Regions from separate parts of the Oryzias latipes genome. Here region 2 is linked to region 1. The links are chromatin contacts, called in public Hi-C maps. All regions are on one chromosome and are shown on one strand. Each heading gives the region's core, a stretch centred on a gene start, on an enhancer-like site or on the middle of the called end of the contact. The rest is flanking DNA. Distances are from core to core; before and after follow the strand shown. Region 1 holds the start of LOC101158221 (glutamate receptor 3). Region 2 overlaps LOC101158221 (glutamate receptor 3).

What was found. Hi-C and Micro-C count contacts between places; a contact is called where the count stands out from the background.
Region 2: a Hi-C map of gastrula embryo shows a contact between it and region 1, with 1.4 times the contacts expected there. The contact joins the enhancer-like site here to the promoter of LOC101158221 in region 1. A contact is called at or near these places in 3 of 5 Hi-C or Micro-C datasets (embryo, fibroblasts and gastrula embryo).

Annotation. Positions count from the first base shown.
Region 1 is chr14:16,071,948-16,076,702 of ASM223467v1, reverse strand. It overlaps LOC101158221 (glutamate receptor 3), which reads right to left and starts at 2,080. Exons shown (of 15, transcript XR_909990.3): 1 at 1,428-2,080; 2 at 903-1,061. LOC110016393 (a long non-coding RNA gene) reads left to right here. Exons shown (of 2, transcript XR_002291688.2): 2 at 209-649.
Region 2 is chr14:16,139,619-16,144,373 of ASM223467v1, reverse strand. It overlaps LOC101158221 (glutamate receptor 3), which reads right to left. Exons shown (of 15, transcript XR_909990.3): 13 at 3,223-3,470. Among protein-coding and RNA genes, the nearest start is that of LOC110016391, 25 kb to the right of the region's middle. Within about 2 kb of position 2,338, at least 1 of the 8 cell types and tissues checked has an H3K27ac peak or open chromatin away from gene starts, as enhancers often do. A contact at or near this core is called in gastrula embryo, where this site is marked.

The sequences.
Region 1 (4,755 bases), core at 831-3,330:
GGTTTCACTGAACATGATGTAAATAAAGACATTTATGGGGAAAACTGACCAAAAAGGGTTTGTTTGGAAAGGTTTATGCCTCACAAAAGCATAAAAACAGAGCATAAGTCTGCCAAAAATCTCATTTGACTAAACCACTCAGTATCTCATAGATTTTTGATCATATTTACACGGTTTGGTAACAATATCCATCTATTTCTGTCCACAGGGATTTTAGCAAATCACCACCTAAAAAGAATCAGGCATGGCAGAAAAAGTGTAATAATTTGGGATTCTCCTAAAGTACCAAGTTTGAATTCCTCCTGAGCAGAGCAGAGTGTTGTAAAGAGAAAATTGAGGCCATCTGTTTCACATCTGAAGCGTGGTCAAAACTGGGACATGCAACAGGACGATGATCCGGTGCAGAGCAGCAGATCATCAGAAAACGGTATAGGAAAAAATGAACCATTTACATGTACCAAAGTGACCGAAAGTTAGGGTAGATAATGTTTTTCTACATAAAAATAATCTAAATTTGATGGATCTAAGTTGAGGCAAATCTTCCAGACAGGTATGTGTCATGATACCCTCACTCATCAGAGAGCTGAAAAGCCACAGCTCTAACTTAAAAGTGTCAAACAAAACATGTAAAAAAGAAAAAAAAAGAAAAGCACCTTTAGATATAACAGCAGCCACAGTACAGAGTCAGTCATGGAGAGGCACATCTAGCATTTGAGAAAAAGTTTCACTCATTTTATGGCCTTTTTAGAGTCACATATTTAAAACTAACAACATATATGTCAAATCTTTGGTCTGATGGCTGACATGAAGAACATATGTGTAACAATATGCATTTTGGGGGAATGTTTTATAATAAAAACTTGATTTTGTTGTTTTGAAAAGCAGAGGGAGCAGATACTCACAGGCATGAGTGACAGAGAAACTGTTGGAGGACTCCAGGTTGTCCACATTGTAGTTGAGATGAAAGGGTTTCTCCGTCACATTTTGGTTGGTGTTGTAGAGCTGAACAGCAAACCTGAAGGCGCTGTGCTCCTGCACTGTGGAGCGCATGAACAGTCCACCTGCAGCACAGAAAACACACAAGAGAAGATGCTCTGATTACTCCATGTTCACTATAATTTGCTCATAACAAAATACATGTTTTTTTTCTCGTTTTTGATAGATATACAGATCTAATTTTTGCAGTGAGACTGCAGTAATGTTTATTGAATTTGCGCATTATTAGGCATTTCCTGGAAAGTGTTCCTCTTGACAAAGCAGCTCCTGAAACTGGCAATTAGGATCAACTGTGTTTTTAAGCAGACTGCCCACAAACACCCACACATGGTTGATCAGAAGTAAGTTGGCAACAATCTCAGCAAAAGCCATCTTAACTAGGGGCAAGAACAAAGAAATGTGATGCATCCAAAGCCTCACTTTGAACTTACCAATGTTGATTTGGTTGGGAAAGCCTGCCTGCGAGTCCCCGGAGAGGTTCCAGACTGCGAAGATTGTCGCAACTATACGAATCCACATTTTGTCAGCGAGAAATCAACTCCTTCTGTGGATCCGGCTGAGGAAGAGCGAGGAGAAGCATGAACACGGGGCAAGAAATCCACAAGATGCGGCGTCTCTCCCTCTCTCTCCCCCTCACTGCGCGCACCCACGTTGAATCTGTGCCAGCGCAACTGCAGCGCATCAGCGCAGCGCCAGCCTCTGCCTCTGCTGCTGCCGGAGCCCCAGCGCCAGCGTTTTATCTCAAAGATGGTGGTGAAGGAGGATGGGGAGTTGGGAGGGAGGGGGAGATCTTCTTACTCTTGATGAAATGGACCAAAGAGGGAAGAGCGAATTGAAAGAGAGCAGAATGTGGGGGGGAAAGGAAAGGAGGCGTTCGTCTAACTGCAGCCTCCTTTCTTCCTCTGCGCGTCACTGCAGAGTTGAGGAGGTGCAGTCTGTGCTGGTGGGGGGCGGGTGTTGATGTGTGTGTGTGTGACTGAGCATCACAAGGATGAAGTCAGTTGTTCTGACTGGAGTTCACATGGAAGGCTTGGGAGGATGTGTCCATCCGTCCATCCGTCCAGCCAGCCAGCCAGCCAGCCAGCATCGGTTCCTGCTGTCCTAGAGTGTGTGGGTGAGTTGGTTTTGCACTCCTGTAGAGCCAGTTCTGTCCTACGCTGTCCCCTGCAGGTTTGGGAGAGCACAAACTCCAATGCACTAAGTACAGTTTCATCTAATCCAAGGATCCCACTGAATGATTTGCATTTGTCCCACGGATTTGTTCTGCAGAAGAAAAACAAGTATATACCTTTAATCATTCATGAAGAATGTGAAGCCTTTTAACAATCTATAACCTGTCTCACGTGTTTTGAAGTAGTGTAATAAAAAAGGATGTGATCCCTCGCTGATTTTATAGGTTTACCCTCCTAAAAAGAAATTGACAATCTGTCATCTTAATGGTTTCTTTGAAAAGTGAGAGATAAAATATTACAAAGGAAAATCAACAAATCTACTTTAAAGAATTTACACAAATTTTCATTGAGGGAAATAACTATTTGATTCCATATGTACTTGACATCTGGTTTACACTCTCCTAATCAACCTGTCACCTGAATTGAAGACGCCTGTTTGAACTAATCACTGTAGAAAAGACTTCTGTCCACAGAATCAGTCAGTTAGACTCCAAGCTCTCCAACATGAAAAAGACAAAAGAGCTTTCATTGGATTAAAGGGAGAAGATTGTGGATCTGCACTATGGAAGCGATTCTGTAGCATAAATAAAAGTAAAAGGCAAACAGAATCGCTTCCATACTGCACAAGATTGGAATGGACTATAAACCTTCTTCCCTCCACTAGGAGGCTTAAATCTGTTCTTCTAACAGGATAATGGCCCAAAATGTTCAGGCAAGGCAACCAAAGAACAACTGAAGAAGAAGCAGAAAGGACATGAAGTGGCTAAATCTTAAGTCATTTGTAAATAAGAGTGGACCAAAATTCCTCCTGTTATTTACATAATCAACTATAAGAAACGTCTGACCTCTGTGCTGCTATAAGGGTTTTACCACAAAGTACTAAGTCTTTCTGGCAAGAGGGATCAAATACTTATTTCCCCTAATGAAATGCTAATAAATTTATATAAATTCATTTGAGATGATTTCTTGATTTTGTTTGTGATTTTCTATCTCTGACCTCAAGTGAAGCTACCATTAAGACGACAGACTTGTTTTTAAGTGAGGAAACTTACAAAATCAGCAAGGGATCAAATACAAATTTCCTCCACAGTATATGTTACGCATATTTAAATATGTTAAAAGACTGAAATCTAATCTTGAGGTCTGTTTGTGTGGTTCAAAGTCGACCCTGACCCAAATACCGTCAAGGCTTCCTTTAGCTGCTTTAGCATAAATTTGACTTCACAAAGTTTCCAAGATTTTAGATTTATTTTACTTTTATTTTATGTTCAGTAAATATAATTGATTTCTTGTTACTTGCTTATAATACACATCACAATTGGTCAAAGTGATGCTTTTTTCTTTTTAAAGAGAAAAAGTGAAAAAATATGCATACATGTAAGCTTAGTGGTACTGAAAATGAAAAAAGAAACTGCACAGAAAACTCACGTAATCCAATTAAACAGAATTGCTTTTATTTTGAAAACTGCTCTTAGCACACGTCTGAATAACCCTGCAGCATGACTTTTTAATTATGGGAGTAAAACATATTTCACCCTATGTTTGGGTATTTGGGGTCCCTTACCTAATTGTAAAATTGATCACCCCTAACCCCCCAACCAGATATTGGTTTGTTGCTTCAAGGCAACACTGTGCAACGAGGGTAGTAAAACACCAGATAATCATCAATTGTATTGTAAATGAATTTTACAATACAACAAACGTGAAGTAACAAACAAACAAACAGCAAATAAACTATGTAAACATTTCATGAAACATCAAAACAACAAAATATATCCAAAAACTTGTATTTGCAATTTCTCAAGAGTTCCTCATCTAAGTCGGTGTGGAATTTCAGGAAGCAGTTGCAATCAGGTGTTAAACAGAGGGGTAAATTGCATTTTCTGCTCAAAAAAGGAAATATATACTAAGAGACAAATAACTGCTATAAGACCAGCACATATGCACACACACAATTACTGTTCCGACTGATCCCTTTGTTGAACCCTGAGCTCAAAACTGTCCCTCAAACCTGATTCATGAATCTGTTTCTCCACTTCCTCACTGTCATTTTCTGAAGCTTTGCTGTCCTCACTTTCTGAGGGAGTCTCTCTGACTGTAATTTCCCGAGGTCTCCTTCCATAAAATGTTTTTTATGTCCATTTCCTGTGATGGTTGTATAGTTAAAACATCGACTGTGATCATATACATGCTTACAAACGCATGTCTACACAGGCATGCTAATGCATCGTGTTACCTGAAAACCCACTGACTAGTGTTGCCTTGAGAAACGAATGAAAATGAACAATTTTACTGAATAAATGATTCTTTAGAAGTAGAAAAACAACGATCAAAAGAACTTCTTAACATCCCAATGCACATTTGCATATTTTTGATATTGCATTTACATAAATATAAAATAAACATAATATATAATGAATAAACATGTTAAAAAAAAGTCATCTTTATCTTAACTTTAAATGATAATTTCTCTTTTGTAGCACAGCTTACAGAAAAGGACCCCCTCCACCTATAATTAAAGTCACAGCACTTTCTCATTTCATTGGACAATAATTTGACTTATTGCATTTTTGGAAGAAAAAAAAAG
Region 2 (4,755 bases), core at 1,089-3,588, 67 kb before region 1:
AAATGGCCAGAAAAGGGTTCCTCCTGAACTTGGCAAAGCCATTTTGATTCGTTATAAGTTTTCCAGAATACCTCCACCTGCACACAACTGTCAAAAAGAAAAACACTACAATCTGCTCCAAAGTCTGAAGGAGAAGCAATTTTACAGCAGCAAGTAACCTCTGAGAAATTGGATGATTTATCTGACCCGAGTTCACTTCTATTTCTATCGATCCAAAAACAAATCTGCCACAAACCCTGGAATTAAAGCCACGGTGCAAAGGTGGAAGGGGTCTGAGATTCTGTGAGGTGTTAAAAAAGACTTGTCAGAGAGAAAAAGCTCAGCTCTGAAACTGAACATCATGCTGCAACAAGAATACTACATAGGATTTCTGTAAATAGTTCTTTTTACCCCTTTTCTTATTTTAAAGAAATTATTAGTAGATCTTTAAACAATTTCATTTATTTTGGTTTATATGTTTTTCTCTCTAAGTCATATCTTCACGAGTTGATAAAAACCTGTTTAACTTTTAGTTAGAATGTTTTACAGCAAGTTAATAAGTTGCAAGTGTTCCGCACTGTCTGCACTATTTTAGCATTAAAATGACTTATATTGTTCAATTTAAGGTCATTTTTGTCCATGTTCAAGTTAATTCTTCTAACTTTTATTGAATACCTATAAGGACTGCTCCCGCAAACTGCATTGTGCATATAGAATCAGACAAAAAATCCACTATTTGGTAAGTTATCTTCCTCTTTTGAGAAATTAAGAAGTAAAACTACGATTGCAACTGTAGAATAAAGGATTTCTTAAACCTATTTTTCTTTTCAACCATAACTTTACCTTTCAGGATGCCTGCAAAGTTGTGTTAAAAAAACAGCATGAAATAAGAAATAAAAAATACACTTCAAGATTAAAAATGAGAATATTGCAAACCATGCAGCTTTGTTTAAAAAACAAATGTGAGGCTGCTTTTCTTAAATATTCCAGAGGAACATGAAAACCACTAAATTTGTGTTGTTTATGCGTCTGTATGTTTTTCTCTGAAAGCCAGATTTCCCCAGTGGTCGTTACATACAACATATTTGCATCTCATTGTTGGATTACCCGCACGCGTCTTTCTGACAGAGAAATAAGGACAGAGAAATGTGGCAGTCAGACATGAAGATGTTGCTTCAATGCGCTTGTTTCTCTCTAACCAGGCCTAAATGGATGAAAGCAAACCAGCAGCAAGAAGAAGAAGAAGAAGAATTTTTGTGCTACCCCTTTGGTAGCATCCGTGCCATGTTCACTAAAAAAATGACAGGCCAGAATCAGTAACAGCAGATCTGACCTCGGGTCTCCAACCTAAAAGAACACTATAATTCTTTGAACATGATGAGAGCTGGGGAGAAGAGTCTGACATGGATCCACAGTTGCTACACCCCGCTGTCTGGGGCTGGAGATCGGTAGTGACAAAAAGATGTCTTGATCAGACACGTGTCCCTGCTGCTTTGCAGGGTTGAGATTGTGCTGCAGCATAAATGCTGTTCATCAAGGACAGTTTTACTTTGAGCTTCTCCTGTAACCTAAAAAACAAAAGTGAATAATTTGTATTCAAAGCTGCTTACCTGGATAAGCTTTAACAGTTCTGCAGGTTTAAACACATTTGTGTTAATATAAAACACATTGGAATGTGCCCTTTTCCAGCAGCTGCTTCTGATCAAATTCAAAAGATACATCGTTTCTAAAAATGTTATCTTGTGGCCGAAAAGTCAAGATCCAAATCAGACCCTTTTGTGGAAATGGAGCCCCTGGTCGTTTCTTAGTCCCTGTGGGGTTTACCAGGTCAGGGTGGGAGAATCTTTGACTGGCTTCAAATCGAGACCAAGCAAAGGTTTTTAATCAGTTGCACGTTGGATTTCAGTGAGAGAAGGATTTTTTCAGACAAAAAAAATAAACAAATCAAAGGTTAAAAAATTGGCCCATAAAAAGGTCACTCTGTCATTAGAGTTCTCACGTTTGCCTGCGATGCTTAGTCCCCTCAAGACAACGCTGTTCCCTGTGCCTGCCCTGTCTGACACTAGAGAGTGCACACACTTTTTTGGGATTATTCGACTAAAATAATTCACTTTTGGTCTGTGGATACAAAAAACAACGTGGAAAAGTTCCTGTGTTTCATAGCCACAAGCCAAACATTTATTCCCACACAAATGCTGCATTTCCTACATCTAGATCAAAGACTTTGAGTTTGTCTAAATGATTTAATCTCCTCTATTAGCCTAGTAAAGGGTTCCCAGTTGATCACAGTGTTAATGTAATGGCTAAACATACGGGTGCATCAGTAGCTTGATGGGGGCCGTCAGCCTCAGGCTCCAAAGTGACAACAGCCTTGCCGATTACTCTGATCTAAGATACCCGACTTTGGTGACATCGAGGCTGACCTTAGAGTCACCTCCCCCGCTGCCGCACTCTCCCTTGTCGTACCACCATTTGTTTTTCAATTTGTCCAAGAGGCCTTGCTCATTCAGTTTTAACACTGCCAGGTTAACAGCATTTCTTGAAACGATAAAACATAACTTGTAAGAAAATGAACAGGTCCGTGAGAAATCTAATATGGAATATTAGTAAGAAATAGGTCATAAATATCAATGGTTCATTAGGGGAGCACGGGAGGGACAAATTGGTACAAAATTTCACTGGAGTGGAAAGGCAAGAAGTAAATTTACAGCAAAAGGAAAAAAAGATTAAGTATTTGAAAGGTGGCATGGAGGGTTGCTCATAACTGAAGTGTGCGGGATGGGGACATTCTGTCATCTTTAAATGGGAAATAAGTACAAACTGGCATGCAGCTTGACATTTATCACAACTGACAGAGCAGCATCTGAACTAGCAAATTAATTCAAGAATAAATGAAATAAGCAGTAATGCAGAGAGGCACAACAGAGACCAGGAGGAGAGGAGGGTGAAGGGGGGAGGACAAACGAAACAAACAAGGCTGGAGAGGGTGACAGTCCACATCCACATTCAAACGAACATCCTGAGTGTGAGAAAAATACCAGTGACCTTCAGAGAGAACAGCACAAACAGATCAGCACTCACAACACAAACAAAAATGTCTCAATTCAATTCAAACAGAACATTTCTCCCACTTGGAAAAACATGAATTAAGGAAAAGAAAAAAAAAAAGAGAATGACAAAAGGAAACATCAGGGAGGGTGGAATACTATAACAACATGGAGATTGTTATATTATCCCACCCACCCTAATGCAGAGCCTTTGGGCGTGGCCACGCCGTAGCCTTTTGAATCCAGGTTGCCGCCCACTTTCATGGTGTCGCACGGCTTCCGCTGCTCTATATACTCGTTCATGGTGGATTCCAGGAGAAAGGCAAACTTGCCCTTGGACTTTCGCACCCGGGAAACCCCGTCTGGTGTTGTCTTGACAAACACTGAGGGTTCGGCGGATTTCATGTATGACCACATTTTCTCATAAACAGCTATTTTGGAGCGCTGTGGAAAAGAGAGAGAAGACAGAAACACCTTAGTGATGACCAATTTAATAAACAACTTTTTCTCAAACATTTATTTTAAAGACCCACTCCGATGAAAACGTGGTTTTTGGTGTTTTTAACATGTTTTTGTGGCTTTTTTATGAATATTTTGATACATCCACTTGCAAACAAATGGATCCATGTACGTCTTTGTTTTCTTCGTCTGAGCTGGCATCTGGCTTAAAACTGTATGGCTGGATAGCTCCAATGTTGCTCACTGTTTTTGTTGCAGCAGTCATATTTGGCTGAGGGGCTGTAAGCTAGCAGGAGAGCACGTAAACAGATGGGTGAAGGGAAGGAGGAATGGCTCTCCACCAATAGTTCTGCCCACAACTCAGAGGCAAATTTCATATCAACTACTGTAGAAAAGGACAGGTTTTTAAAAAGTTTGGCTAAAAACAGAATAATCATAACTAAAATAGCTCAAAAGTGAATCAGAGTGGGTCTTTGAAGCTTCATCAATTTTTGATGGCAGCTCAAGGTTTAACTTGGAGGGCTTCTGTCAGAGCTCTGGTTATTCAAATTCTGGGGGTCTTTAGGAAAAAATCAGTCTTAAGAAAGGATGCATATTTTTTACTATAGTTGAAAGTTTTTATGTTGATAAAAAAGCTGCTAACAGAACTAAAGCTGCCACAGATTTAATGAACAGGATCAGAAGACAGGCCAGCTGGGACACAACAAAAACGTGAAGTTTGGTGATCACAGCTTCGTAAATTATTTTTAATCTGGTTCTGTGACAAACGACATCTAAAAAGTAAAAGAAAAGTCGGAAAAAACTAAGAAAAACCTGACCCTCCTCAGGTTTCACAGCACTTAAGACAGAACAAGCTCTTTGATTCTGCTGTTTCTTGCATAAACAAACTCAAAACTACCAGCTTTGATTATTCACAGAGCAGAGTTGTGGGCCCTCACGCATTTTGTTTTCCTCAAACCCTGAATTTCTGTTGCTGCTTGTCACTGACCCACTGCTGTCAGGGGAGGAGCATTGCAGAAGGTGTTTTGGATCATTAAACACCTCACCTCAAACATTCCTGTACAATTTAACAACACACTGACAGCTTTCCACCTCCTGTGATTCGCCACGGATCCCCCCTTTCATACACAAACAGCTCAGCTGAGGTAGAGTGGGCTTTTTGCCAGTCGCCTGAAGTCAGACAATCTGGCAGCTCAGCAGAAGTAAAGCGAGTATCAATATTGCTGGCCAGACATGACCTTTTCTTTCTCTGTGCTCCTACCAGCAGGTC